7 separate regions of the Mus musculus genome follow, and regions 2, 3, 4, 5, 6 and 7 are each linked to region 1. A link is a contact called in public Hi-C and HiChIP or PLAC-seq data. All regions are on one chromosome and are shown on one strand. Each heading gives the region's core, a stretch centred on a gene start, on an enhancer-like site or on the middle of the called end of the contact. The rest is flanking DNA. Distances are from core to core; before and after follow the strand shown. Region 1 holds the start of Rbms1 (RNA binding motif, single stranded interacting protein 1). Region 2 has its middle 12 kb from the start of Gm26422. Region 3 has its middle 8.5 kb from the start of Gm39834. Region 4 overlaps Gm39833 (a long non-coding RNA gene). Region 5 has its middle 33 kb from the start of Gm26422. Region 6 overlaps Gm33702 (a long non-coding RNA gene). Region 7 has its middle 73 kb from the start of Gm26422.

The links. HiChIP or PLAC-seq counts read pairs in DNA pulled down with a chosen protein or histone mark. Hi-C and Micro-C count contacts between places; a contact is called where the count stands out from the background.
Region 2: a contact with region 1 is called in an HNF4G HiChIP or PLAC-seq map of pancreatic cancer cells. The contact joins the enhancer-like site here to the promoter of Rbms1 in region 1. A contact is called at or near these places in 1 of 15 datasets of contacts at CTCF or cohesin (the NIH/3T3 cell line), 1 of 484 Hi-C or Micro-C datasets (nephron progenitors) and 4 of 115 datasets of contacts at active chromatin or transcription factors (the NIH/3T3 cell line, the SCID.adh cell line, embryonic stem cells and 1 more).
Region 3: a Hi-C map of olfactory sensory neurons shows a contact between it and region 1, with 4 times the contacts expected there. The contact joins the enhancer-like site here to the promoter of Rbms1 in region 1. A contact is called at or near these places in 3 of 484 Hi-C or Micro-C datasets (the F1.1 cell line, embryonic stem cells and olfactory sensory neurons), 15 of 115 datasets of contacts at active chromatin or transcription factors (the SCID.adh cell line, bone marrow-derived macrophages, craniofacial prominence and 11 more) and 2 of 9 other capture datasets (adipose tissue and macrophages).
Region 4: an H3K4me3 HiChIP or PLAC-seq map of bone marrow-derived macrophages shows a contact between it and region 1, with 4 times the contacts expected there. The contact joins the enhancer-like site here to the promoter of Rbms1 in region 1. A contact is called at or near these places in 1 of 15 datasets of contacts at CTCF or cohesin (the NIH/3T3 cell line), 6 of 484 Hi-C or Micro-C datasets (the C2C12 cell line, bone marrow-derived macrophages, muscle stem cells and 2 more), 5 of 115 datasets of contacts at active chromatin or transcription factors (the NIH/3T3 cell line, bone marrow-derived macrophages, heart atrium and 1 more) and 1 of 9 other capture datasets (adipose tissue).
Region 5: an HNF4G HiChIP or PLAC-seq map of pancreatic cancer cells shows a contact between it and region 1. The contact joins the enhancer-like site here to the promoter of Rbms1 in region 1. A contact is called at or near these places in 1 of 484 Hi-C or Micro-C datasets (myocytes), 7 of 115 datasets of contacts at active chromatin or transcription factors (the NIH/3T3 cell line, the SCID.adh cell line, embryonic fibroblasts and 4 more) and 1 of 9 other capture datasets (pancreatic islet).
Region 6: a contact with region 1 is called in an H3K4me3 HiChIP or PLAC-seq map of neural tube, with 5 times the contacts expected there. The contact joins the enhancer-like site here to the promoter of Rbms1 in region 1. A contact is called at or near these places in 7 of 115 datasets of contacts at active chromatin or transcription factors (the NIH/3T3 cell line, bone marrow-derived macrophages, embryonic fibroblasts and 4 more).
Region 7: a contact with region 1 is called in a CTCF HiChIP or PLAC-seq map of the NIH/3T3 cell line, with 5 read pairs. The contact joins the enhancer-like site here to the promoter of Rbms1 in region 1. A contact is called at or near these places in 1 of 15 datasets of contacts at CTCF or cohesin (the NIH/3T3 cell line), 1 of 484 Hi-C or Micro-C datasets (embryonic fibroblasts) and 4 of 115 datasets of contacts at active chromatin or transcription factors (bone marrow-derived macrophages, embryonic stem cells, large pre-B cells and 1 more).

Annotation. Positions count from the first base shown.
Region 1 is chr2:60,880,074-60,882,838 of GRCm38.p6, reverse strand. It overlaps Rbms1 (RNA binding motif, single stranded interacting protein 1), which reads left to right and starts at 1,401. Exons shown (of 14, transcript NM_001141931.1): 1 at 1,401-1,721. The coding sequence starts at 1,653.
Region 2 is chr2:61,266,596-61,269,295 of GRCm38.p6, reverse strand. No RefSeq gene overlaps it. Among named protein-coding and RNA genes, the nearest start is that of Gm26422, 12 kb to the left of the region's middle. Within about 2 kb of position 1,380, at least 29 of the 459 cell types and tissues checked have an H3K27ac peak or open chromatin away from gene starts, as enhancers often do. A contact at or near this core is called in the NIH/3T3 cell line and pancreatic cancer cells, where this site is marked.
Region 3 is chr2:61,377,664-61,380,459 of GRCm38.p6, reverse strand. No RefSeq gene overlaps it. Among named protein-coding and RNA genes, the nearest start is that of Gm39834, 8.5 kb to the right of the region's middle. Within about 2 kb of position 1,254, at least 9 of the 459 cell types and tissues checked have an H3K27ac peak or open chromatin away from gene starts, as enhancers often do. A contact at or near this core is called in olfactory sensory neurons, where this site is marked.
Region 4 is chr2:61,137,643-61,140,522 of GRCm38.p6, reverse strand. All of the region lies in intron 2 of Gm39833 (a long non-coding RNA gene), which reads right to left. Among named protein-coding and RNA genes, the nearest start is that of Gm39833, 11 kb to the right of the region's middle. Within about 2 kb of position 1,417, at least 164 of the 459 cell types and tissues checked have an H3K27ac peak or open chromatin away from gene starts, as enhancers often do. A contact at or near this core is called in the C2C12 cell line, the NIH/3T3 cell line, adipose tissue and 6 more, where this site is marked.
Region 5 is chr2:61,245,732-61,248,431 of GRCm38.p6, reverse strand. No RefSeq gene overlaps it. Among named protein-coding and RNA genes, the nearest start is that of Gm26422, 33 kb to the left of the region's middle. Within about 2 kb of position 1,256, at least 56 of the 459 cell types and tissues checked have an H3K27ac peak or open chromatin away from gene starts, as enhancers often do. A contact at or near this core is called in the NIH/3T3 cell line, embryonic fibroblasts, embryonic stem cells and 2 more, where this site is marked.
Region 6 is chr2:61,352,956-61,355,709 of GRCm38.p6, reverse strand. The region is part of intron 3 of Gm33702 (a long non-coding RNA gene); the gene reads left to right. Among named protein-coding and RNA genes, the nearest start is that of Gm33702, 4.2 kb to the left of the region's middle. Within about 2 kb of position 1,434, at least 52 of the 459 cell types and tissues checked have an H3K27ac peak or open chromatin away from gene starts, as enhancers often do. A contact at or near this core is called in the NIH/3T3 cell line and neural tube, where this site is marked.
Region 7 is chr2:61,206,089-61,208,810 of GRCm38.p6, reverse strand. No RefSeq gene overlaps it. Among named protein-coding and RNA genes, the nearest start is that of Gm26422, 73 kb to the left of the region's middle. Within about 2 kb of position 1,405, at least 15 of the 459 cell types and tissues checked have an H3K27ac peak or open chromatin away from gene starts, as enhancers often do. A contact at or near this core is called in the NIH/3T3 cell line and embryonic fibroblasts, where this site is marked.

The DNA of each region.
Region 1 (2,765 bases), core at 152-2,651:
TAAGGTTTTACTTGCCCAGTATGCACCGAATACCCTAGCCTTTGCTGTTTTTTTTTTTTTTTTAAGTGAAAAGAATTAGGATTATGTGTGTGTTGTGGGTGTGTCTGCTTTCAATAGGCAAGACTTATTATTTCTTGTTACTTTTGCTGGAACTCTGGGGACTTTGGAAGCAGCTGACTAAGTCACCAGCAGGATTTCTGGGAAGTATAATTTTCAACTTTGTTTTCAGAAAAGTCTCTGAATGGCTACACTTTGGCTAGAAAGTTGACGTTCATAGCATCTCTGTGACAGCCAGAGTTTGAGTTCCTTCTCTTGTTAAGACAAGCTGGGATTTTTCATTGTTGTAGCAGATGGGCCTTTCCAGGAAGATGTTAGAAGCCAGGGAAGACCTATGTATGTGTACTGTGGCTGTAATCCCAGAATTCAGGAATACTTGTCAGGGACCCCGTCGCCAATTTAAAGATGGCAACCAGCCCTGGTAACCCTATCCAGAAATGGCTTGCTTGACCACCCTCTTCTGAGGCCTCCACATCAACATGTGTTCAAAGCCTGCTAGCTACATCCAGAGAGGTGACTGCAAAAGGAGCGGCAAGAGAAGCAGTTTTTATTTTTTTTTCCACTTGAGAACAAAGGAAATTACTCCTGTCTTTGTCCCTTTCTTGCCGTCTTTTTAATAACTAGGTTGAATTCCTGTATCTTCTGTCTTTTCCAGGAAGGACAGGTCTCCCCTTTGGATGGCTTATAAGGTTTTCATTGCTTTTTTGATAATGTTGTCTTGAAGGAAAACTCTTCCTCTGTGGCACAAGAATGAAATTGAAAACTTTCCCGGGTGTATTTGGGTGAGGGACTGGAAAGGAAAACACAAAAACAAAACAAAACAAAACAAAAAAAACCCACCCGTTTGCTCTACAAAAATGTAGCATGCTTATAACTGGGGGGCTGAGAAGTGTCCTGGGAGGTAGATCTGGACAGGGAAGTGAGAGTAATTATCCGCGCCTTTTCGGGACCAGGGGCTGCTGTGAAAGATGAAAGAAAAGGCGGGCCATTGGCTTCCTATCCAGGTGTTCCAGCGGTTCCCGAAGCGATGCCCTTAAAAGGGGCAGCCAAGTGGGGTGCGAAGCCACGGCGACGCCTGGCCCAAGGGCCTGGGGTGGCTGCTCCCAGGAATGTGAGGCATGCGGGGCGCCAGAGCCAACCATTGCGCGGGATGGGGGCGCCGCGCAGCCCGGGTTGCCGCCCCAGCCCGGGAGGCCGAGCGCGGGGGCCGAGGCCGGGGGAGCGGGCGCGGCCGGGCGGCCGGGCGGGCGGGAGGCGCGGGAGGGCTGGGCGCGGCACTAGGCGGTGCGCGGCTGCTTCCCCGCCCCCGGCCGGCGCGCTCTCGGGGCGGTGGTTGAGGCGGCGGGAGGTGGGGACGCGGCGGCGCTGCTCGTCCGCTGCCGCCGGCACCGCGCGCGAACTCCGGTCCATGGCACGCAGGGCGGCGGCCCCCGGAGCTGCTCGAGAGTCGCCGGCCGCGCGCGTCGCGCCGCACTTTTAGGGCGGGAGCCGCGAGCCAGTCCCCGGCCGCATCCTCCCTCCGCCTGCCCGGACAGGCGAGAGAGGGAGTTCCCGGAGCGCCGCGGCCCCGGTTGCCTCAGCTCCCCGCGCCCGAGATGATCTTCCCCAGCGGCAGCGGCCACCCCGGCGCTGCCGGCGGCTGCAGGACGCCCTACCGCAAGCAGGTGAGGCTGCCGCGCTCCCCAGGCCTGCGCCGAGCGCGCGGGGCGGTGACCCGGTTTCGGAAGGAGGCGGCGGGCGGAGAGATGCCCGGGGGGACCGGGACGGGGACTGGCGGAGAGGTGGGACGGGCAGGCGCGCGGCCAAGGGCTCCGGCGGCCCGCAACAAGTTTGGGGGTTTCCTGGAGACCTTTGTGTACAGAGGAACTGGGGATACGTCGGGGCAGTGCTTTGCATTGCACTAGGGGACCTCCAAGAAACCTGTCTGATTCATGGGGAACCCGGAAGACGTGTGTGTGTGTGTGTGTGTGTGTGTGTGTGTGTGTGTGTGTGTTCGCGCGCGCCACCCTTCTTATTTTAAAAAAAAAAAAAAAAAGACAAAAAAGAAAAGAAAAACAGGAACTTCTGTCACTTTCTCAAGGTTTTCAGAAACACAGGGAAATCCTGTGATAGAGATACTGGGATAAGCCTGAGTCATACACACGCCTTTTCCTATTCTAATTTTGTTTCATACATTTTCTAACAGATTGAACTCCAAAGGCACTTGAAAGGTTACATCCGAATCCCCTGCCTGGAAAAGGAGTGGAACTGGCAGGTTTTAGTTTCGGTCTTTTGTTTTTAACATCTTTGTTTTTGAAAGAAGGTTACTGAAGCCATGTTGTGATAAAAACCCCACAGCCTCTCAGCAGCAGCAATAACAACAACAAAAACCCTAGCTCTAAATTATGTTAAAAATGTGCAGGTCTGCTCAGAAAAGGTTAAACTCGTTTAGAGGTCAGTGACAGAATGCTTGTTGAAAAAGAAAAGGCAGCATTGCAGATCTTTTCCCTTCGTAATAAATCTCTAGTCTACACCCTCAGCCACAGAGACAGATCAATTAAGTTATCCCAGTAATGATAGCAGCAAAATGCACCCTTCCACGTAAACTGTGGTTCCATTAAGATCCAGATGTGTGGCACTGGAGCCTGCTGAGTTCTTTGTGGCGGTTTGCAGGATTATTGTTCCGGCTGTCCAGCATCAGCCCATCTGAAATGCTTCCTCGGGGTCAC
Region 2 (2,700 bases), core at 131-2,630, 390 kb before region 1:
CCTGTCGGCAGCACTTGAATCTGGGAAGGGCCTCCTTTGAAGAGCTATTGGCAGTTACCAGTTGGTGGGAGAAAGCGTGCCATTTTCTTCTGTGGTATAGTTGACCGAGATCCAGTCAAAAACCTCTTACCCATACTCACGTGAGAAACCCTAGTGAAGTTCAGCTGGTCACATGCAAAAGGAAGATGAGAGGGTGAGGGGGACTTCTGGGGAAGAAGGGTTTTAAGGAAAGAGGTAAGATGTGGGAGGGAGGGGAGAGAAGGGGATGAAGGGTAACTATAACTGAAATTCCTTATGTCCATGTATGAAACTATCTAACAAAAGATAAAAGAATAAAAAGGAAGAGAGGAAAGGAGGGCTGTCTTTAGTGGTTGGAAAAACAGGTTAAACACACTCTGGCAGCTCCAAACCCAACTCTTACTTTCCAGCTCTCACCTTGTTACTACTCCTTGCTCACAGTCTTAAAGCCTTTGCTACAGTTGTTCCTAGAACAGCAACACATGCTAACTGACTCTGAAGGTTCTAGTTCAGTGGTTCTCAACATCCCCCTTTCATACCGTTCCTTCTGTTGTAGTGACCCCAACCATAGTGTTACTTTGTTCCTACTTCATAACTGTAATTTTGTTATTGTTATGAGTCATAATGTAAGTATCTGATAGGCAGGATATCTGATAGGTGACCCCCAAAGCGGTCAAGCTCTATAGGTTGAAAATTGCTGCTCTAATTTATCATTTTAATTCATACATTTTAGCCAGATATCATTCAGATAAAAATTTTACTGCAGGGAAAAAACAATTCCATGGGCATGACTTGTTCTGGAACCTTCTTTTTCCTTCAACCCCTATTTGCATCATCACCATCATAATTTTATGTTTAAAAAATAATAGTATTACAGACACACAAAAGTTGGACTACAGCGCTGTAGAGAGATATTCTGAGTGCAGAATGAACATTTTAACCACTGTGATCACCCTTAACAGTGATACTTAAAAAGACAGAATTGTTCATTTGTCAAGGTTATTTTAAGGATGAAAATTCTCATATAAATACATTTGGTATACAGGATGCAAAATTATCTTTCTGAAGCATAAAAATGAAAAAAGGTTAGTGTTACAAATAGTTCTTTGCTTTTCAGCTACACAGGGTGCTGATTGATTTACATAGTTGTTGCAATTAATACCTTTGAAAAAAATGTTTCCAAGAGACAGGGCATGTTAGTCTGCTTTTTGTTGCTATGACAAAAATGATTTGAAAATCAACCCTCAGAATGCCTGTAAAAACCAAAGTGGAAACAGGCTCCCTGTTTCAGAGATTTTACTCCATGGCTCTGTGGTCCCCATCTCTGTGGACACGAGACAAGGCTGAACCTCATGATTGAGAATGAGTAATAGAAGCTCAAGTGCCTACCTTGTGACTCATGGTGACCAGAAAGGAGAGATGGGGAGAGAGAGAGAAAATGGGGTAAACTTCTAGAGTAAGATTCCAGGAACACACTTTGTTTAAGTAAGTAACAGGCCTCAGAATCCAATGGCACCAAATTATAAGCCCATCGATGGATGAACACACTGACCAGGTCAGAGGCCTCACGATCCAGACACCACCATAAAGGCTTACGAGCTGGCAACCGAGCCTTGAGCATATGGCCTGTGAGTGATCATTTGGAACTAAACTACTATAGTGGACAAACACAAAATGTCCTTGTTTGTATCAGGTTTGATTACAAATGACCGATGCCCACAAATAGTGGTTGAAACAAAGAAAAGTTGATTTTTTTTCTTTACAAAGAATTCTAAATGTAGGTATCACCTGAGAAATGAGTATAGCCACCAAGGTCCTGTTTTGTTTTCATTTTGTTTTTAGCTGTATTGGCTTTAGCTATCATATCTGCTTCTGAGCTCTAAGATGAGAAACTGTAGGGCCAGGGAAAGGAGTCAGGGAATAAAGGGTGTACTGCTCAAGCGTTGGGATCCAAGCTCAGATCCCAAGTACCCATGTAAAGGCTGCGTAGAGTGTCTACATCCCTAGTGACTATACAGGCAGGTACCTGACACTTGCTAACCACCCACTCTATTTAATTGGTATGCTCTGGGCTCAATGACAACTGACTCAATAATAAGATGAAATGAAATGGAGGAAGATACACAATGTTGATCTCTGGCCTCTACCTACATGTGTAGGTACCACTCACAACACACACACAAATATAGTTGAAACAAAAGCAAAACCCCAAGATATATAGTTGGTATTAAAGGAATAATCAGGGTTAGGACAGGTGAATAGAGAGCTGGAGAGACCGGTGGATTAACAAAGCTAAGGCTATCGGAAAAGGCTTTATAGAAACCCACTAAGTAGTAAGCTAATTTCAGAATACAATTTTTTCAAAAATTTGAATGTCTTTCTGTCTTGTATAGGTGGACCATCCTGTTCTTTGATGACGTTGATTACTAGACAAAAATCAAAGAGCCAGAAATGGGATATCTTGCTATGAATTATTGGTCAGGGGGCCTAGAAATCTCTTGAACAACAGAGCCTACTGCCAGTACTTTTCACTATGCACTGTAGCTACACATTAAGAGCTCATTGCTGAAGACACCATTCACTTTGAATGCAGAACATAGAGAAATCACGGTGAATACGTCAATAACTTCCTCTCTCCTGGCCAACTTTCTTGGTGCCAGATATACCATGCAGCTTTCTAGA
Region 3 (2,796 bases), core at 5-2,504, 500 kb before region 1:
TAGGTGACACCACTGAGACTGGAGGAGTAGGGTCAACTTAAGTGTGACTCGTTAGGACTAGAGATGCACAAGACCAAATACTGCCTTCCCTCAGGAAATGTTCATTCATGTAAACCATGAAATATTATGTAATGCGTGTGTTGATAAGATCATACACACAGCATGTGATAAGGCTGCAAATGCAAGGTATTTATTTGGATTCAAAATCTTTATTCATATGGTGGACAGATATACTGCCTGCTTTTATTACATTGGGGCACACTGGAATAGTCACTAAATTATTTGCATACCCAATATCACTTAACACACCTAGAACTTTAATAAAGTGTATATTCTCACTTCTCATTTTTCAGAAAATAAAGTGGCCGTTTCTTGTATACTTTCACATAACCTAGACACAGTATGCTTAAAGAGTCGTTGCTTGGTGGAAGAAGATGACCTAAGACTGATAAAATCAATGCAGACAAGCAGAGATGCAGGCACAGGCTAATGCAGCACATTGCTAGAAACAGGAGAACCCAGTGGCTGATTCCATTAACTCCAGCTTCATCCTGTAGCAGTGTGAATAATTAAGATACGGGCTGGTACTAAGACTCTCAGCTCCTTTTTAGAGGGGCTTACAGAATTGTGGAAAGTATCTAAAAATATAGAACCAATGTGAAAGAAATAATATTGTTACAAGGGAATGGATAACTAGGGATAATGGGAAAGAGGAGAAATAGCAAGATGCAGCTAATTACCAGGGAAAACCCCTTGACACCCAGGATGGGGAGCCAGGATAATGGTCTCCTGAGTGAAGTGGCAGAATCACCATCAGTTAGTACATTTAAAAATAGGCAACAGAGAGCTAGAAACAGGGCTTTAGGGAATAGTCTTGCATTAGGCAGGAAAAGCGGTAATTGACTAAGTGACCTAATATTAAGAGCTTTCTTTCTCATAAATTTCTTGAATTCTGAAAAAAAAAAGATAAAAATCTTCAAGCTGTATACAGAAATGTAGGTACCTAATGACTGGAAATACCTAAATATAGTCTCAAATTATTCATAAATGCAAAATGAAAGCAGCTGTGCCCCAAATGCCACATAACGTGAGGGCCGGAGGAAATGTAGGAAGTAGACAGTTGGTGTGGGGGTGCTCTCAGTCTGATTTTTTTTGAGGCACTCAGGTGACCTGTGCCCAAGTGCACCTAGGCTGTACAAAGGCCAGCTTGGTTGCTTACGGAAATCTCTCTTTCTGTTTTTCTTTTCCAGCCCCCTGCTGGTAACCTGCTAGAGCTGTTGATGCTCATCTTCTGTAGACTCCTGCGTTGTCCATATCTAAGTCAGTTGTCTCTTCGTTGAAACTGGGGAGTGGTGAGATCATCAAGCTGTTCCCTAATGTGCAACTCTGAAGCTGCAGGTTGCAGAATCGTACTGCAGACCCACAGAAGCCGCAGAGGAGCTCGTGACTGTGAATCTTACCTTGGGGCAAGACAAGCTAACTCCAAGAAAACTACAAGAAGGGAGATCCTTCCTCCTTCTCTTTTCTAATTACTTCCCTTTATTTTCCTTTACTACCAACCAAAGGAGACATCGTCTAAACATGCTACACACATATACTCTGAGTACAGACACATACACATTTTACTGACTTGCAAAAGGCTTTAACACAATTTTCTTGTCTCTGTCATATGCTAGCTATTATTGCTGTTTTGTATTTATCATGTCCTTTGATTCCATTTGAGGGCAGAAATTACATCCCAGGCATCTTTCTATACTTCATAATGCTGTAGTAAAGACATTGATTTTTATCAAATGTGACTAAGTCAAATCTGTAAAAAGTCATAATAAAAACCCCAAGGTGTGTAGAGAAACCCAGGGAGTGCCAGCTTCGCCAACATGGCAAGTCCTCGTTCCGAGGCCGAACACTTAGCTGGGTTTCTACTTCTACCTCTACCAATAATCTCATTTGAGACATTAAGCAAGTCATGTGGTTTCAGCTTCCCTTCCTGTAAGCAGATAACAATCACTTTTTCTTTTTATTTCTTTCACAAAGCATCTGAGAGAGTAAGCATGATAATATCGCTGTTTAATATCACTTTTCACTTAGCAAAGCTAAAAATGATATCAACATTATCTACATCATCATTTTTACCCTCCCCAAACAGATGAACAGGAGTGCAGCCTGGCCTCCCCAGAGATAATTACTTTCCCGCACATTGAGACATACAAGAGAAGATAAAACAGGAAGGAAAACAAAGATTCCAGGAATTACATCTAGTTACAAGGCAGATCAGTAATCTGTCTTCTAATATAATTCTCCAGATAATGCTAGATATCAGGACAAGAAAAAAAGAATTGGCGTTGTTTAATTTTTGACGGGCTACCTAATGAACGGCTAAACCATTTTTGCAGAAGGCAGAATTACAGTGGTTTCTTCTCCGATGCAGCTACTGTATCTAGAGCTAATTGGATTTCCCATTATGATGAGGTTTGTTTTTCAGAATTGAATCTCTGAGTCTCTTCCAATTGCTCTGAGTTGATGGTGAGACAAAAGATGTGCAGGGCGTGTGGAGTGAGTCATGGGTTTGGGAGCAACTCCATGAGGTCAGAGAATCCTTAGGAAAATCGGTGCGTTCTAACTCACGGTGCAAAGAGGAGCCAGGCTTGAGCAGACCATGTCTTCCCAACATGGACATTCTCAGGAGGGGAAACTGACTCTCTGTCATTATCCCTGCCACCACCCTCCTTTCAGACAGTAATGTGTTTTCATTCCATTAAGAGCTTGAATGTTATCTGTGTGGCTGGAACGAAACGG
Region 4 (2,880 bases), core at 168-2,667, 260 kb before region 1:
TCCAGGTCAGCCAGAGCTACACAGAGAAACCCTGTCTTGAAAAAAACAACCGTCTTCTTTGTCTCCCTACCATCTGTTTCTATTATATATAATAAATATCACTGGAGCTTTCTTCCTAAGTTTCAAAGAAAAGGCAGAACAAAAAACCAAAATAATCAACCTCCTCTATCTCAACTTGAATTCTTTCTCTAATATTTCTTTTGTTTTTCCCTTTGAGCAATAGTTTTTATTTCTTCATCATTACAATTTACATTTCCCTGATTTGACTATAAAGCTCATGCAGAGCATAGCATAGCATATTTTATTTATTTATTTATTTATTTATTTATTTATTTGATATTTTCTTTATATACATTTCAAATGCTATCCCGAAAGTTCCCTATACCCTCACCCACTCACTCCTGCTTCTTGGCCCTGGCATTCCCCTGTACTGAGGCATATAATGTTTGCAAAACCAAGAGGCCTCTCTTCCCAGTGATGGCCAACTAGGCTGTCTTCTGCTACCTATGCAGCTTTCTTCCCCGGCATTTCTTTTCATAAATTGACATCATATAGGAATAAGATATGCAGTATACATTGTCACTAAATCATCCCTCCCCATGCTCTCCCAATGTCCAGTCTAATCCTAGTTTGTTTACTGTGTTCCTTCTCCACAAATCCAGGAGAACTGGGAAGACAGTTTATGGGGAGGGAAACAGAACTGAGAAAAGCTGGACTTCTCCTTTGCAGACAGTTGGTAGCAACTGGGGGGAAACTAAAACTCTTCACATACTCTTAGCTCATCCTAATGGTTACACTTTCCTGACTATCCAGCCAATGCCTAAAGCTGTTCACAAAACTTCTGGAAACTTAAAATCCCAAGCAGCGAGAGCTTGATAAATTGAAGACGCTCTTCACTTCCTCTCAAGAGCCTCGGAGCACCGAAAAACTCGCCGAGGAGAGCTACTGCAGCCGCTTTGCACAGCACATTTTTGCTGTAGAGATTTGGAGTGGTGTAGGTCGAAATTTTGACCCTAAGCACCGGGAAGTTCCCGCCCATGATGTGAATCCCGAGAAACATCTGGAGTCTTGTGCAGTGAATCTCTAAATCTTCATTTCCCCATGTGGTGCGCACACAGGTTGTACGTTATGATTTAATCAGCTGTCTTTAGAACAACAGGCACTTGGAATTCAAACACATTAGAAGGGATGGTGGTGTTTTGAGAGTAACAGCAGGACCACACTTCTGTCCCAGAGCAGCCCTGGCCGAGAGTTCCTAGGATCCTTTTACACTTGTACAAAGTAAACTTTCCTTCCTTTGGTCAAAGGGACAGGGCATGCGCTATCTCAAAGAAAATCCACTGCTCTTGCGCCTCGTGACTCACCCAGAGACTTGGTTCAACATTAGGTCACCGTGGAACACTGACTGTAGCAGAAACACATAAAGTCTCCAAACGGGGGAGAGGAGGACGCTATTCCGGAATCCTGTTGCCAGAGTAACATAAACCCAGTGTGTTTTCACAAGGAAATGAGTCACTTGTTTCTGTTGGCTAAAACTCTGTTTTCTTTAATTTCATATTTTAGCTTGTTTAATATATGCCGAAAGAGCCCAGGGTTTCCAGTTTTCAGACTGGGATAACTTGCTAATTAAAAGCTCAACAGAGGGTTTTGCATGGCAATTAAACCAAAGGGGATAAAAGGAACACTCTGGCAAGCAGAAGCACACAGGGAACCAGAACGGGGAAGCAAGAGCACTCAGGGCACAATCAGCTGTCCAGAGGGAACAGGAGGGGGATGTGCACCAGGAGGCCCCCAGAAGAAAACAACTCCAAAAGTCATCCACTGGAATGATACAGCACCCTCAGACCAAGTTAACATCTCCTTACCCGGATTCACTGGGTACTGGCATGTTTTTCTTTCTTTTAGATGGTCTACATTAGAAGGCATAGGAGTCACAAGGGCCACGAGATGCAGACTGGAATATAGGCAAGGAAAGGGAGAGCAACCATCTATGGGGCATCAGGAAGCAACAAGGACTGCGACATTCAGCAGAAAAGTCCTCAGTGTTTGGTATAGATGGCATGCATCTGGTGGTTGGGTTTATCCTGTGGGGTTCTAGATGAGGCTTTTTTTTTTCCTGAGATGCTAAAATATCATTTCTCAGTTTCCTAGGAAGGCTATCGTGTGTGTGTGTGTGTGTGTAATAAAAAAAGGTCAACCTTCCCTTAGACTTACTGTAAGTATCATACAGTTAGTTATATACAGAGCATCCCAGTAACAAAGAGGAGAGAGGGGGTGGGGGAAGGGGAGGGGAGGGGAGAGGAAAAGAGAGAAGGAGGGGAGGGGAGGGGAGGGGAGGGGAGGGGAGAAGAGAAGAGAAGAGAAGAGAAGAGAAGAGAAGAGAAGAGAAGAGAAGAGAAGAAAGAGAAGAGAAGAGAAGAGAAGAGAAGAGAAGAGAAGAGAAGAGAAGAGAAGAGAAGAGGAATCAGACCTGGATAATTTTTAAATGCCATCAGAGAGACTGGAGGAATAAATAGGGAAATGAAGCTTCAGTGTAAGGAAAGAAAGCTGGCTGATAGCCTTGGTTATAGGCAACAGTAGGGAAGCCAAAGGAAGAGGGGATTGGGGACAATATCTATAGTGATAGGATCCTTAGGAAGTCAAATGTTCCCATAAGGCAATAAGTGGAGGGTTGGTTTCAGGGGCTGCAGAAGAGATTCTTATCTACAAAGTAGGTAGTACTGACCTACTTACTCAAATGTTATGAAAAGCAAGCACTAAAACCCACCCGTAGTTATACAAGCTGACCATGTATTTGAGGAAAGACTAGCAGAAGGGGAAGTGGAAGCTGTATTTAGTATTTGACTTCCTTTCTAACATTTTTACTTGATATTCAATGCT
Region 5 (2,700 bases), core at 7-2,506, 370 kb before region 1:
CTTAGCTCACCGTAGTCCTTAAATTCTATCAGTATTCTTGACTATACAGCATAGTTAGAATGCACCTAGCACACAACCAGCTCCCCTGCAATATATCCCAAATGTTTTCTTTTAAAATTCAGTCCAGGTTTTCTGAAATTGAAATTCACATGCAACTCATTTGTAGGATTGAACATACATCTTATAGTACACACTGGCATTAAATTGAAATGTGAAGGATGAGAAGTCATTTGCGTGGGCAGGAAGCCAAATCATTCCTGGAGTTCTGCATGCAGGCAATAATTTACATCGACAGGTAGAAAACATGTTATGTGCTCTTGGTACAATGATACCGCAAAGCCTGGCCATGACTCATAACTCAGCTAGCATTTATAAATGCTCAAAAAATGTGGGAAAATGGATGAAAACTTGTTCTTGTCTGAACTCAAAGGCAACGGAGTCCTTGGGATCTGACAAGAGAATAAAGGAACAGGAGCAAAATAGAGGATGGGTAGGTAGATAGATAGATAGATAGATAGATAGATAGATAGATAGATAGATAGATAGATAGATAGATAAGGCCAGGCAGGCAGACAGACAGACAGAAAGACAGAAAGACAGACAGAGTTAGTGAGTGAGCTTTGGGTTTTATTTTCTATCATTTCTGGAATCATTCAGGACTTGAAAGAAGAGTTAGTGACATCTGTTATTGTATTCTTTGCCTCATTAATTTAAGATAATGTAATTGTTACTATTGTTAATCACTGTGATCAGCTCTAATGTTTTTTTCATCTCCTTCCTATTTTCTTTGAAATTGTTGACTGTGAACTAAAGAGCTTCAATATAAGCATTTCCCTTAAAATTAGTGACATTTGTTTTCTGTTAACAGCTGGTGGGAGCAGGCTAGACAGAGGGGAATAAAAGGACAAGCCACAGTCAGTGGCCTGCCTAATGCCAGCATAGTCAAAATTCCAAGACAATGATGACTATAGCCTTACGGTGAATAGCTCTTTTCCAGGGACAAATCGTATTAGTTTTTCATTTTCTTGAATAACAATTGATCTTTTCTTCCCTTGAACTTGTCCTATCTCCCCCCAAAGCCCTTTTATACAACATTTTTGGGGGGAGAGGAAATAAACAAACAAACAAACAAACAGTAAAGGACTTCAACCTTCAGTTCAGTTAACCAACAAACAAACAAAAGCAGCAACTGAGCATGCCTAGACTGCCTTCCCCAACCAGCTGTGCCCTGTTGGGCACACTGCAAAGATGCTGCCTTCTTTCTCAGTCACTGTGTGCACCCACCAGCTGTCCTACTGGGTCCCAGTGTGCACTACAAAGTGAAATCAGGAATGTTCTGCTTTGTTGTGATAACAAAGTTTGAGCTGCTGGTGGATCAAGCTGTTTCTCTCCAGACACTTAGCTCAAAAGATCTGGGTTTCTGGACAGTCCATCTTGTTCTTGTTTTCTTGGCAGTGCTCACAGCAGCCCTCCTGTGACTAGGGCAAAGTTTAAATCTTGAATTGGGAAGAGTCGGGGGCAAGTTCCCACAGGTGGTACTGTTCAAATAGTCGCATAAAGTGCTTCCTTTGTCGTTAAAACCAACCCTGTAATCTGTCCCAAGTGAAATGGGGCATTGTTTCAGAAACACCAAAGTAGATGGCTGTGTTAACAGGACAAAGGGAACTTTGTGTGATGAGGCAATTGTTGAACAAACTTGGTAAACAGTAACCTGTGAATAATATGAAAACCTCAAAGCTCAAACACCAGATGTTACTCAATTTTCATTGTGGCTAGGTTTTAACCATCCTTTACAAGGTGTCTGTGAATATGAAAGTCAGAGAGAAAATTATGCTCCTCATCTGAAGTGCACAAAAGGCAAAGAACTTTCTGCATGTTTCAATGTGTCCCTCCATGCTGAGACTGTTCCTGGGGACGCAGTAAGCCCTTCAGTGTTAGGTGTAGTAAGACATAGGATGGAATAAATTCTTGTGCACTGTTATCCCTTAGACAGTATTAATGGCATATCTTAGCTTTCTGAGTGTTATACACACCCCTAATTCCTTCACAAATGTTTGTTGTATATCAAGAAATAGTATCCAGCAAACTCCTAAACTTTTCCAGCCTCAGTTATTCCAGTTACTGTGAGACATGTCAAGACTTCTCTCCACAGCCTATTATTCTCTGTTTATATTAGTACTACATGGAAGTAGTTGAGTAAGATAAATGCCCATTACAACAATTGTTACGTCAACTTAATTCAAAAGGAGGCTGAAGGATTGGCTGTTTTTCCATTTAAATAAGAGTATATCTTCCCCCTTGCTCCTCCATTCTTCCTTTAATTCTGTGAATTCAATGTGGTTTTTTGGATAAGAGTTATCTTCACATTCTCAATCATCTTTTCATATGAAATATATTAGAACAGTTTGCTAGTTTCTGGTAAGATGATTTCAGAGTTAACCCTGGTACCCTTTGAACTGAGATTCTTGCTAATTTAATTTATAGCTAGGTGTCATGACACACCTAAAATCCCGGGCCTTAGGCGGTTGAGACAGGAGGCTTATGTCTGAAGCCAGGCAAAGCTACATAGAGAAAACCTACCCCAAAGTAAAGTAAACTTTTCCATACGCGGTCTCTTATCTCTTTACAGGGAGCTACATTGATTTGTTTGATCTAAACTTCAGACAGTCATAAACCACACTAATATGGGTGAAGACAAAC
Region 6 (2,754 bases), core at 185-2,684, 470 kb before region 1:
TGTTATTCAAAATGAGAATAGAATCTAAGGTATTTAGCATAATCTTTGTACCCAGTTGTTTACCTCTCCCCCTAAAATTTACAAAATGATAAAATTAGATCTGTCTCTGTTATTCTGTTTTGGTGTCTCTCTCTCTGCGTGCTTCTCTCTGTGTCTCTCTGTCTGTTTCTCTGTCTTTCTTTCTGTCTCTTTGTCTCTGTCTCTCTCTGTCTCTCTTATTCAGCACTGCAGAATGCATTTCTTACTTTCCTTCTGTGTTCCCAGCATCCTCTGTTCACTTGGCTCCTGCGCATGTGTTTTTCTCATCAGACCATAGCTTCCTAGGAACAGGACGGTGCTTTCTTTGTCCCCGTCTCGCTGGCTGTTGGGGAGATGAATCAACAGTTAAAGAGAAGTTCTTTGATAATTAACAGGCTGGATTTTTTGAATGCACATTTATTGATCACTTAATCAGTGTTCTAGGCACTTAGGATAAAATGTCCATGATAAGTATAGTATATGTGTTCCCAGCTGCCTTGGTTTAACGCTCCACGGCTATTAGTCACATGCTATAACATGCATGTACACTGGAGAGGTGAGTTGTGCCAAGCAACCTACGAGGCCATCAGTGTGGACCATGATATGCCTCTTACCTCAGACAACAAAAAATCACATCCTTTTATGGAAAAAGAAAAAAGAAAACAAAAAAAGAAAGAAAAAACCAGGCTGTGTCCATGCATGGAAGTTGTGTGGTGAGCATGTGTTTGGTGTTACCTCACATCTTAAATTCAGGACATCTGACCTCATACAACACAGAGGAAAGTTCATCGAAGCATAGAGGAAGAACAGGAGAATGTATTTTAAAGAGATTATAATTCTTGACCTTCCCTAGATGGAATGGCGCCATTTTAGACAGGATAACTTTTTCATATTCTGAACTTGAGACTGCCCATGAAGTTTAGCTCCCTTCTCTACACTTCCAGAACAGATGGCGGGGCACACGCCTGTCCTTAGAATGAGACTCTTAAATGCTGGCCACCTGCATGTCTACTGTTTCCTTCTCCTTTCTCAGTTGTTTGCTAACCCTCCCCTGCCAATTATCTTTTATAAATGTCTAGAACAACATCGTAGGAGGTTTCTAGTGGATCCATATACTTCTGCTTTCAAAATAACATTTTATCTCCCTGACTCAAAGGCAGAGAGGGGAAAAAAAAACCTCACACCACAACAAACCCCTACACACTCAAAAGAACCCACAAGGGAAGACAGCATTGGGAATCATATTGACATATAATTATCCTGTTTACAATCTCTCCGACGTCTTTTCTCACAGAAAAATGCAGATTTGGAAACAGAGCAAGAAAAAGATGCCAGAAAAGCGCTGGCAAGGCTCTGACCATTGCCTGCTTAGGAGGGTGCAGAAGGAGAGAAATGTGTTTGCAATTAGGACTGACCAGAGCAGGCCGGATTACATCTGCACAGAGCCAGGCTGAAGAGCTTTCCAGGCTGAGCTTGTCCTGTGGGCCTAAGTGGATAAAAAAGCAACTTAGACTACAGCCATTACAAGGAAATAAATGCCCTTCCCGCTCGCGTCTACTCTCAGGCTGCCCTTTTCTGGCTCGTTCTTTCCCCTTGAATGAAGAGGAATAAAATCACTATCATTTCAGACCTTCTTGTGCTATACAGCTCATGGGGGCTTTTATGCATTCTTCTTTCCCGGGCACGGACTAGGAAAAGGGAAATAAAATGATTGTTGTGTAGTGGTTTCAAACTGGTTGCGGATGACAGGGCGACCAGTGGATATTTTAATAAGGTCCCATCAAGACCTGGAAGGAGCCAGTGTCCTGTTGTCCCTCCCTGCAGCATCTGCATTTGCTCTGCTCACCCAGCACTCACCACAGCTCAGCCATTCTCTTTGATCTGGTTGTTCTGGGCATAACACATAGTTGTTTTCTGCAAAGAATCCAAAGCTGTTCAGGTTTTCCCCATCTCCACAATTTCCTATCACGGAGGCTGCTGCCTCTCCCGCACCCGCAGTTAAGGAACAAAAGCCTAAAACAAACTTTGAGACTCCCAAGATGCCTGGATTTTCAAGTTAGGTGAGGCTTGTATATGTCTTGTTCAGTGCAGTGAAGATAACACTGCATTCTCCCTCAGATGAAAAGACAGAGGAGTGACAGCCAGTCAGACATGCATTCTCTCCACCTGACTCCTTGATTATCCCTGGTTCACATCTTCCACATCAGTCTTGTCTTACTGCATTTTATATTTCTTGGATTAAATACATACAGTTGAAGTGTTGTTACTTTGCAGGGTATCTCTATGGGATGGACTTAGAGGATTTTTTTTGTGGTTGCAAACACACACAAATGCATACAGGACCACACATGTACAATGCATACACACCACACACCGCATACACTATTTTCCCTGCTACTATCGTTATTGCCTAGGCAATGATGAAAACATCAACTCAACCAATTTTTAAAGAGCTAACAATGCTCTCACACTCTTGTTTTAACTTAAGATGTACCAGGGCTGATACTCCACTGAGAAGAATCTGTTTTAGCTACCTATGTTAGGTTTCTACACATAAGCAAGTCTTAAAATGTATAAATATCCCAGGCAGGTAGTTAAAACTTGGTACTGATCTTCTTCTTAGGTGACTTGTCGAAAGTTATGGAAGAGTGGCCAGCAGGGCTCTTTGCATTGAAAAACTCTGTATTTGTGCTATGATGCGTTCTCTTTCCTTCTTTGACTGGAGTCCAGTCTTTC
Region 7 (2,722 bases), core at 156-2,655, 330 kb before region 1:
TTCTCTGAATTCCTGTAATATTAGTAAAAATAGTGCTGGATAATGTGTACATTTTATATGTGAGTAAAATATCATTCAAGGCCAAAGACAATGCTGTATATTTCTTTTAAAATAGCATTGAAAAGAGACAAGAGCGAAGGAACAGACAGTGAGAAGCAGGCCGGTGGACATGATCATACAATGTGACAAAGAATTGAGGGGTTGTCTCACCTTTATATAATATATATATATATATATATATATATATATATATATATATATATACACACACACACACACACACACATACACACACACACACATACACACACACACACACACACACACACACACACACACACACTCCATTTGAATAAACCACTATTTGTTAATGCCAGTTTAAAAGTCATGTTACATTAATAAGATATACTTAGAAATCCATTAGGATTTATGTGGATCAAATAACCCCTCTTTAAACACCAATCAAGGGCAGAAGTGAGTTGCAACAGAGCATCATTACCCTGCTTTTGGTTGAATTGAAAAGCCAGTTTCAGGTTGTATTTGTCTTGAATGGCTCATCAAAGCACTGAGCCTGGGCACAGGCAAAATATTTGTAATTCTTCTTTTTTAAGCTAGGAACTATTCTCTTTCCTCATTGAAAGTTAGAGTCATGCCGGGTGTGGTGGCACACGCCTTTAATCCCAGCTCTCAGGAGGCAGAGGCAGGCGGATTTCTGAGTTCAAGGCCATCCTGGTCTACAAAGTGAGTTCCAGGACAGCCAGGGCTATACAGAGAAACCCTGTCTTGAAAAACAAACAAAAACAAACAAACAACAAAAAAAAAAAGAGTCAGAACCACTAGATTTGGGTCTGGCAACTTAAGCCTCTTCATTATTCTTCTTCCTCAATTTTTTTCATTTTACATCAGATTTTCAAGATGCTGAAATCAGTAATTTCCAAAGAAGAATAACAGCCCCCAAATCCTGAAATAAATTAACTTGTAAGACTACCTTTCCTTACAGAAAGCTTACAGATTCTCCGTACTCCCACAGTGTCCTTCCAGATTCTGTCCCTCCCTACCACCAGGCTTAATTCCCTCCAGGTCTAGGGAGAGCCTGCTTTACATTGTAGTTGCCGTCACTACACATTGGTTAAGCTGTCCAAATAAAACAAACTGAGTGCTTATCAACCGTCTTCTAGTGAAATGTCCAGCAACCCTGTTTTGCCTTTGAGACAAGATGTCAGGGGAGGTAAGTGGTTGGAAGGCAGCCCAAGGATGAGAGAGATAATAATATATGTCTATGGGCTGGGAGTCCTCCTAGGACAAAGAGAAGCATTTCCAAGTATTCAGTAACAAAGGAAGGCATGATGCACTAACAGCGTGGCAAGTGTGTCCCCATAGAGCCAAACTGAATGAGGCAGGACTGTTTTCTCTGGATGATTCACCAGTGGTCCATACTAAAGGGAAAGTTTTAATGACCATGATTCATGCTCACCCTTTAAGACAAAAATCCCACCCTCTCATCATTGAGCCTCTAATAATGCTAGTAAGTATGTGTTGAGTAATGCAATCGGCTGCTGCTCTTCTGGGACTTCCTGAGGTGTCCTGGTACTGACTTCTGTTACTCTTGAGGTATCTCTTCTAGAACTCTGAAATAACACGTGCATGTGTGGGAATGTTGGGATGTGATTACAAAACGAGAGGTGAAGAATTCTCCGGCATCAATGCAGATGATTTATTTCGTCAGAAAGCAATTAACCTGGCATCATGTGCTGAAAAGATGACCCTTTCTTGCTTTGCAGTGTAATCCTTGTCAAAGATCATGTGACTGAATCTATCTGATTTTATCTAGATGTTTCATCCTGGTCCTCAGAGTGATATTCTCATTTCAATTCTGTACTGTCTTAGTCTGGGTCACTTTACAATACATCATGTTGTCTGTGAGTGGAAACATTCAGCCTGCCTCTTAGTTTTTTAAGACTTTATTATTTTTAGCACTATATATTTTACACACACCCCTCTTTTATAATTTTTTCAACATGATTCAACATTACTCATGAGTCAAAAGCATTTTACATATTTTTGGATATATGTGTCTATAAATAAATATATAACAATGCAAGTCAGGCTGGGATAACTGAGTTTTTGTCATTCTTTTGGAACAAGGTGATTATCTGCTGGACTTCTTGCTGTGATGACATTCAGATCAATTTGGGAGAAAATGGGGAGAAGACACCAATTTAAAGAAGTTTCTACATTTTTGCTCAGTAAAGATTTCAGTCAATACTATCTTTTCTGAGAAAATGGACCATCCTGCATATATGATTTGTTTTGTTGTACATAAAATGAGAGGGAATACTCCTCAAAGTTTAACTGCTTGCCAGTACCAGATTATCCGTCCAGGAAGGATATAAAGAACACCTTTAGAAAAGGAGGAGCTATGTAAAAAATCAATCATCAGTCAATCAATCAATCAAACAAACAAATAAGAAGCAAAAAACAAAGCACAGAGTTATTTCCTGTCCACCAACAGTCACAGCTGTGTCGGCTGAGACTTTTCCTGCGACCTTGCACCACATTTTCATTTTGTCATCGATAACTTGACATAGTACGGATGTCACCTTTTAGTAACAGTTAACAAAAGGGTTTCTTCTGAATCATTTCATTTTTCAAGATATGTAGTGACAAGTTAGTTTCTGTAAAACAACTTGCCATACACTATTAGTATTTTCAAGTGTTCTAG